2 separate regions of the Hordeum vulgare genome follow, and region 2 is linked to region 1. A link is a contact called in public Hi-C data. All regions are on one chromosome and are shown on one strand. Each heading gives the region's core, a stretch centred on a gene start, on an enhancer-like site or on the middle of the called end of the contact. The rest is flanking DNA. Distances are from core to core; before and after follow the strand shown.

Region 1 (4,105 bases), core at 1,328-3,827:
TCAGGACTCCGGAAAGGTAGGTTTATTACAAATGTCTATTCAATACTTCAAAACATTTAAATCGTGGAAACAATATGCAAAAGGAAGGGAACAACCCACCATAGCTTGCATCTGTTGATTCCGGAATGTCTGTCACCAACCTGTGTGACATGCGCACAACTGTAAGAAACATTTTATGATTTGATATTTAAAATCATTCATTGCAAGTGTTTCAGGTCTTACCAATGAAGGTATTCTCTTTTGGTTGGATTGCTTGGACTTGGTGAGTCAGGATCCACCATCACCTATTGGTAAGTTTGTCATCGTTCGTTGTTACAAGCATAAACTGGAGCACTCATTACATAAATATAATTCAATCAAGTGAAAATGATGTTTGAATTGTGTATGCATATGTCTTTGAAATGTTTGTCACGATTAATTTATTGCTTGTCTTCTGTATTGGCAATTTCATAGTTCTTCTAAATTATTATGCTTGTATTATTTGGTGCTTAGGATCTGAGCTGTCCAATTATTTAATGCTCTTTTTAGACGAAATGAAGTGTAATGGTTGTAATCAAATTTTAGTTTCTCTGTGCTATTTCTGAATCATCGTAAGTTGGCCAGCGAAGTACATGCATCTTCCCAGCATATAACATGCATTGCTGGAAGTAACCATCATGGTTTCATGTTCCTATTGTGAATCTATACCAATGTGTGTAACTTAATTTTAGTGTGTGTTCGCATGCAAAGATGCTGGTATATGTGCTGACACTAGTGATAGCAAATTGAACACCATTATAGGATATATTTTAAATAAAATGTAGAACTGCAATAGGTCTTTCTCACGCAACGAGGACAGCTTTTAAATCGTAAGAGTGAAGATTCTTGCCTTCCAGTCTAATGGGTGTACTCCTACAGCTTTTAATGTTGTCTTACAGCGTGATATTTTAGAGAGAAAATAAGGGTGACCTAACATACTGTAGAAATAATAACCTTGACCTGACAAAGCCACAGTTGCAGTAATCACTGTTTTGTTTGGTTAAACGTTAAAGGCAGAAAGCTTAATTTCCAATCATATTCAATGGTCAAACGAGGTAGACAGGAGTTATGAACTCACCAAAGTGTAAAGGTTTCTCATGTCACGCCCAGCAATCTCGATCCGTGGCTCATTGACTACCTGTGAAGGCTTGAGCTCAGATCCATTAGTCAGCTCCCTATTGTTGTATAAGACTTTGAGTGATGCTGATTTGATAAATGGGTCCAAGATATCTCCAACTACATTGCCTACAACAAGTGGATCCCTTGACATGGTCACCTACAATTGGTGGTGTCGAGGAGATTAAGTACTATTGCTCAAGAGGAGCTAACTTGGCCTCGAAGTGTGCACTTGTGTGAAGTGAGCGGTGCAGGCCTGTGCTCTATATATACTCTCAGTCCTAGATGGTGAGCCATTCGTGACGACCGAAACTATTACTTCTGTACGCCATGGTATCTTTAAACTGCAAACAATGATATGGGTTGCCGTCACTTGAAATATTTAGGGCTGTCCACCCTCCGGGCCTACACCAATAGAAGAAGTGCTCGCTACCATTCCACGTAGGTGAATAAAATCTGATGTAATCGCACTCACTTATTCCCTATACCTAGAGCCTAACAAATAGGTGCCCCTACCGAAAAGAGGATTGCCTTTTGACTTATCTCCCAGACTGATGCACCATGTTCTTTGTTTTCAGCTATAAACTTTCCCACCCTCTTTATGTACACTTTTCCCCTTCAAACACAATTTAAGCTTAGTGTTTGGGCGAGTCCCCCGTCCCACCCCCTCCCTGTCTTGTAACATGTCTAAATGCTAACTAGACGATCATGTATTGTAGATTGTATTGTTTAGCTGTAAGTAAGATGAGTAACTAAGAGGTTTATAAAATTAGTGTAAGCGTGGTGTTCCGTCAAAAGAAGTGTAAGCATGGTGGGATGAGAATATTATATACTGCAATGTTAAAAAAGGTAGGGGGTATTCCTGACAAATCTCTTTTTTTTTGTCTGTCTTCTGCATTGATTCATTTGTTTTTGCTTCCTTAAATCTCCTAGGAGGATTGTAACAAAACTCTCTTTTCAATACAATGAAATGCAAAATCTCTTGCGTTTCTTGATTTTTTTTACTGGCCTTTTGTTTTGTTAGCACAATATATTGTTATCCTAGATCATGCTGCATTTGGGAAATATGCATGTAGCTGCACTTCTTACTTTCGGGAGTAGTACTATCTTTAGGAAAATAAATAGTATTGCTTAAAGTCTATCATAGTACAATCGACTGAAGTTGAAAACCTCCATATCATACCTAAACACTTGAAGGTTATTTTTCTGATGTCTAATCTGTATGTGTCGTAAATACATCCACACAACCACATTCTACTTAAATTTATGTCTTCTATTCTACTCCCTCCGACCCATACTAATTGTCACTGATTTAGTGGTTTATTTGATGGAATATGATGTTCGAGTATTCGACCTCATTACCTCAATAGATGTTCTGTGAATACTTGTAGAAGTTTATTTGTTTTTTGGCGTATATGCCATTCCAACTGTGTTATGGAATATCATTTGCAGAGGACTCTTCTTCAGTTGCTGATCTCTTGTCTTAAAAAGGGAACTGTATATGTCAACTTATTTGTACTTCAGATAAAAGATGAGGCAAAGGTGTGTTAGATTAGGTCTACATTGATCTTGACTAGCAGGGGACCATAGAATCTAATTTTATTCCTGTACTTTACAGTAAAGTTTATGTGGACTTCATTCTCCTGATACTGCTGCATTCTGTAGGTTTTCAGCTTCGCAAGTTCGAGCAATTATGAATAAAAATTTGTAAGCAATTTCCCAAAGCTAGAAAGAGAAGCCTTACTATGTTTGATTAGAGAAGTACCACCGCACCTGAATTCGAAGGTAATAAATGTCAAATGTGCATAGTGTTATTTCTCAGGCCTGAATTTCAATTGAGTGAGTCAAAACAAAGAATTGCAAAGAGTTTAGTTATAAGAGATGATGAACCTTAAAGTTGATGGAATATGTGGATTGCCTTTTGGTTTGGTTTGGTTTGTGGCTACACGGTCTTGATCCTTGACCAACGAATAAAGCAGTGCCGCCCTTCACGTGGGCATATCCCATTGGTCCAGGCACTCGAATAGTGCATCGAACTCGGCGGAGAATGATAGACATCACATGGGCTGCCCAAGTACAGACATGGACATTTGACAGAGATACTTCCAGCTTGGAATTACATGAAACAGACATCGATATGGAGGAAATAACTTCCAGAAAAGGAAAAAAATAATAATTCTGCGTGGTTTTGGATTTTGTGAAAAATCTGGATATTGCTGGACTGCTGCGTTCTTCCATTGGTGGCTGCTGAAAAGCTGGATTCTGCTGCCTTCTGGTTATGTGCTCTCATAGAGAAAAGCTGTAGGCAATCACCAGTTGATCACCGTCTATGAGTATTACGTCAAGATGGATTCCGAGCCTCTTGGATGGTAAATCTGTTTTATGTTGTGAGAAATCTGACATGGCACACAAGTAACTGATCAAGGCAACGAGACGCCGACTAAGATTATTTGGTCGCAATACTTGTAATGTACTGCCTAGCCATTTTTTTCACTGCCTCTAGGGTAGTGCCAGCAATTTTGTTTTCTCTTTTGGGTACGTAGGCTGCCATGCTCTGAGAGTTGAACCGATCACTCAGAATCTGGGCATGGACAGGGGAATCCTTCTGGAAACGACTAGCACTGCACTTAAGCTCAGGCCTAAGAGTTATAAGCTACTCAGAGACTATAGCTGCCAGGGGCAAAAAAGAGGTATGGGGTCGATTGTTTTTAAATTTTTAATCATACAAGTACCAGCAGATTTATTAGCTATCCTTTTTATTCTTTCTCAGCCATCTTCTTTCTTAAGCCTCTTAATCTAAGGCTGGCCTCTGTGTCTTGCATCGACGGCGCCTGTGGCTCGTCATTTCTCGCCCCGGCGGCCACCAGATGTGTCCGGGCGCTTATGCCTTGTAGTTGAGTTCACCGAGTGTGTTTTAGAGGGGAAAACAGAGGGCTAAAGTAGGAAACGGCATGTAGCTGCTCTGCTGGTG
Region 2 (4,556 bases), core at 185-2,684, 460 kb after region 1:
CCGACAAATATCTTCGCATTGGTGAAGATACTACAATTGAATGAGTGCGTATGTTTGCCAAAGTGATCGTCTGCATCTTTGGCCCTGTCTATCTTCGTGCACCCAACGAGGAAGACACAAAAAATGGTTGATGGCAACAAGTGAGAGGAGAGGTTGGCCTGGTATGCTAGGAAGTGTTGATTGCATGCATTGAACTTGAAAAACCCGCCCAAAGGCATGACACGTGCATTATTGTGGCAAGTTTCGTGATGCAACAATTGTGTTAGAAGCCGTAGCATCCAGGGATTTATAAATTTGACATTGCTTTTTTGGTATACTGGGAACTTTCAATGATATCAATGTGTTGCAACAGTCTCATTTGTTTTCTAGACTTGCTAGTGGTGATGCTCCTGCTTGTAACTACATGATTAATGGACATGAATACATCAAGGGATACTATTTTGCACATGGTATTTATCTTTCTTGATGTATATTAGTCAAGAGCATAAAAAAAACCAACACTAGAAAGCATGTTGAATTTGCAAAGATACAAGAGGATCAGAGAAAAGATAATGAAATAGCCTTTGGGGCAATCAAGGTTTGCTATTGTTTGTAGTCCTGCTTGTTTTTTGATAAAAGAACCCTAAAAAACATCAGGAATTGTTGCGTGATTCTTCATAGTATGACCCTCGAAGATGAAAGGATCATGAGCTTAGAATTCTTCTACGACAACGTCGGTATGCGTGTGAAGTGAGCTAGAGACCCTGACCGCATACAAACATTTCTTCACACGTACCGGAAGATTGAGAACGCAAACACTCACTATCAGCTTCACGAGGATCTCATTGTGCACCATTGACACAGACATGGGCAGCAATTTCTGCCATTTTTTCATTCATTTCATTTAATTCATGCGTGATTTTCATCATTGTTGTGTTAAGAACAGTTTTTTATTGAAATGTTACTTTATTTTGAAGATTTAAATAATTATTATAATCTGAATAGTTGTTGTATTATGATTTGAAAATTTGATTTTATGTTTTTAGTCAATTTCAGTAAATATCATGTTTTTTCGGGTGACGAGGACCGCGGTAGAATTCGTAAAAAACGTTTTTCACATACTGTAAACATACGATACTGGCCATGTTTGGATCCTAGGGTTAGAGTTAGAGTTGGTTAGATTTAAACCATCTAACCCTCAAAGATCCAAACATGTGGGTTAGAGTTGGTTAGATGCATCTAACCCACCCAAAAACTCTAACCCACCTAAGAGGTGCTTTTTTGGGTTAGAGTAGGTGGGGTCCAGGGAAAGAGAGAGGTCTAAAGTAGCCAAATGATTAAAAAAAAGCATTTATTGTCCATCTAACCCTTTCATCCAAACACCTTTAGAGTTAGAGTTAGTTTAGGTTAGTTCAAGGGTTAGAATCTAACTCTAACTCTGACCAGGTTAGAGTATCAAACACGGCCACTGTCCGTCGTATACGGGTCTGCTAGAGTTGCTCTTATTCCGGTCACCATCGGAGCTGGCGACCGGTGGCAACCGCGCGGGGAGCTCTAGCCGTTCTCTCTCACAACTGTCGCTCGCCGGGACGCCGCGCGATTTCCTACCCCCACCCCCATTCCAGCGTACCACACCGACACCGTGTGAGATCCGTGCTTCATCGGTAGGTAATAAACCCTAATCCCAGTCCCCTGATTGCTTCCTCCCCGCAGCCGATCCATTCCCTCCGTGAGCGCCGAGATTTCCGCCACCGCGCGCGGTGTGCTTCTTCTTGCCCGTGCTACGAGTGGTCGTGTTGGGGGCAATCCCTGGCACGACGTGTATTGGTCTCGTTACGCGTCGGCAACGCCGTTTCCACCCGATCGAAGTCTTGAACCATCCGAGCTGCCGCTGCCGCTTGCGGTTTTGGCGCCGTATAAGTGAGTGACACTGCTCCTCGGTATTCACCCAGGCAAGCCCACAGCCGCCGCGCCGTGTTGTGCGCCCGTAGGTTGCAAGTGTTGGAGATGTGTAACCAACTAACCATGGACAGAGGCTAGCACCTAATATCCGCCACTTCTGTGGCGGCTTAATCATCTGGCTCAGCGTCTGCTGCCCTGGCATATAGGCCTAACTTTTCCGAGTAAAATGCCTGTAGCTCTTCTGCTTTGATTGTATATCTGTTCTAGAGAAATGGATCTGTGGTAAGGTGTGTGGCAGCTTCACTCCATGATCTCCGGTGGCTTGCTCTCCTGCAAGAAGCTAATGACTGCATTGGGAGCCTGAACGTGGAGATCAGTTGACAGTTTGTTCCCTTGGCGAGTTAACCCTTAACAGAGAGTTCAAATCATATAGTTGATCTTATATCTGTGAAGATTGGTTGGTAAACTCTGTTCTCTGGACTCTAGTTGGAGTTTGTTACTGCAAGTTATTTGTCTTGTGTGATTCCCATAGTTTTCTGTAACAGATGGTAATTTTTTATATAGCAATTGTTTCTGCAGAAATGCATTTTAGTGCTCAGGCTCAATGGAACCCGATTTTTTTTTGAAAAGTTTAAATATCGTATTTCAAAGTTCCAAAAATTCTGAAAAAATTCGACATTGTTGTATGGATGTATACTGTGTGTACGTAAATTCACATGATGAAATACGTTAAGAAGCGAGCTACACAAAAGTTACAGAATTGTGCTTTTGAAAACAGTGAACACTGAAAAGTGTGCGCCTGTTCACTGTAAAAAATCAACGAGTTTCCCTTTTTTGTGTAGCTCGCGTGTTAATGCATTTTCTCATTAAATTTTGGTATTTTACATACATATAGTATACATCCATATGAATACATAGTATTTTTGTTTAGCATTTTTGAAAATTTGAAATACGATTTTTGATTATTATTTTTCAGTAAAAGGGCTCCAAGGATCTTGAGCACACAAATGCCATATTCTTGTTTCTTCACAAGCTAGGGAATATTATAAATTTGGGTCTGAAGGGGTAGGGATCCTTAAACTATGAAACTTACTGTTTTCCATATTTGTTTAAATTTAATACATAAGGTACTCTAGGCATCAGCGCGTCTGTGCTGGTATAGTAAACGCCTCAATTTCCTGCAAACCAGCACTGCATTTCTTCAGAAGGTAGAAATAAACGTTGGTCCTAAGTGATTTATGTGCAGGTGTGAATTGCTCATGGTATATCCTTACTTTCTGATATGGACATTTTTTGTTGTTCCCCTCTATCACTAGTTGTGATAGGCTGTTGGTACCTGTTAGGAGCACTAACTCAGAAATAATATAGCTGTTGTATAATATCTTTTCTGTTTGTATTTTGATATTCTTTTTTTGTGAAAATAGTACCACCATAGATCTGCTGCCAGTTAAGAAATATATCACCAAATTTTTTTGCCTTAATAAAATACTTTTGCAAAAAATGTGCTGTTAAGTTTGTTTTCATGGCGAGTCAACTGTTTGCAAGGTTGGACGAATTTGAAACACATTTAGCTTCTTTGCCTTTTTGTGGTCCAACATCTCCTCAGGAAGTCACACACAACCCTTGTGAAACCACCCTTATTCTGAGTGTAATATCCTTCTAACTCAAAAGGAAGGGTGATAGATTTTGAAGAAATGTTTTTTGTAGTGAGCATTTGTAGTGGGGTTTTACAGAGATGGATATTTTGGTGCTCTGCTAATGTGGCGACTTTGGAGTTAAACCATACCAAATTTCCTTACTTTGATTAATGGTTAGATTTCTTTGGAAGGTTTGAAATCTAGACCCTTCTTGATGTATGTGTATTTGAAAGTTTGCAGGCTCAGTTGCTGCCTTGGTGGAATATCTTCAGGTCTGGTGCAATGGCCTACGAGATCAGTGAGATCAAAAGTAAAGTTCTATTCTCATTTAGGACTACTACTCACTGCAAGTGATCAAAGCACTTACTTGATTTTGTTTGACATTCACTAAAGAGGGTACATCAACCTCGTTCCCTTCCTTTTAGGTGTTATTCTCAAAATAGGAAATACCATTGAAATGGAAATTGTACAAGTACTATTGCAAATGTGTAATAGTATGTCTTTACAACTCTGGAAGACCTAACACATCTGACCAATGTTAAATGACCATTCATACATACTGCTCTTAAGAAATTCAAAGGGCATATTTCCGAACTTTGAATGTTCTGGAAAAATTCTTAGTTATACATTTTCGGGTTAAGTATGAATGCTCCCACCCATAGTCACCAATTCGTGTGTGTATTAAATTTTAAGGAAGCTGCATACATGTGCAATGTTTTAGACTAACCACCCTGTTTTTTTTAGTGTACACATGAACACATTCGCGCAAAAGATTTGTAGCTTCACACTTCATGCTATAATGTGCATTTAGAATTTTTCAGGATTATCTTAAAACTTGGAAGTGTTCTTTTGACCTCATCTTAACATTTCCACCTTGAGTTTACTTGTGCATTTTGTAATAAAATTAGTGCAAGGTAGTTTGGCAATTACCCACTTTGCAATGACATCTGGACTGTTGGATGTCTTGGCAATAGTATGTTGACAATTTTCTGTTCTTTTTACGGAAAAACTGAGTGTCATATGATCACTTTATTATTG

What was found. Hi-C and Micro-C count contacts between places; a contact is called where the count stands out from the background.
Region 2: a Hi-C map of leaf shows a contact between it and region 1, with 6 times the contacts expected there. The contact joins the promoter of LOC123402259 here to the promoter of LOC123403951 in region 1. A contact is called at or near these places in 4 of 6 Hi-C or Micro-C datasets (leaf and seedling) and 1 of 1 datasets of contacts at active chromatin or transcription factors (embryo).

What each region holds. Positions count from the first base shown.
Region 1 is chr6H:340,523,158-340,527,262 of MorexV3_pseudomolecules_assembly, forward strand. It overlaps LOC123403951 (protein FLOWERING LOCUS T-like), which reads right to left and starts at 2,578. Exons shown (of 4, transcript XM_045097854.1): 1 at 1,097-2,578; 2 at 223-284; 3 at 100-140. The coding sequence starts at 1,288. It overlaps LOC123403952 (a long non-coding RNA gene), which reads left to right and starts at 201. Exons shown (of 2, transcript XR_006611599.1): 1 at 201-290; 2 at 2,587-4,105.
Region 2 is chr6H:340,986,159-340,990,714 of MorexV3_pseudomolecules_assembly, forward strand. LOC123402259 (vesicle transport protein GOT1-like) reads left to right here and starts at 1,435. Exons shown (of 7, transcript XM_045096154.1): 1 at 1,435-1,643; 2 at 3,752-3,828. The coding sequence starts at 3,801.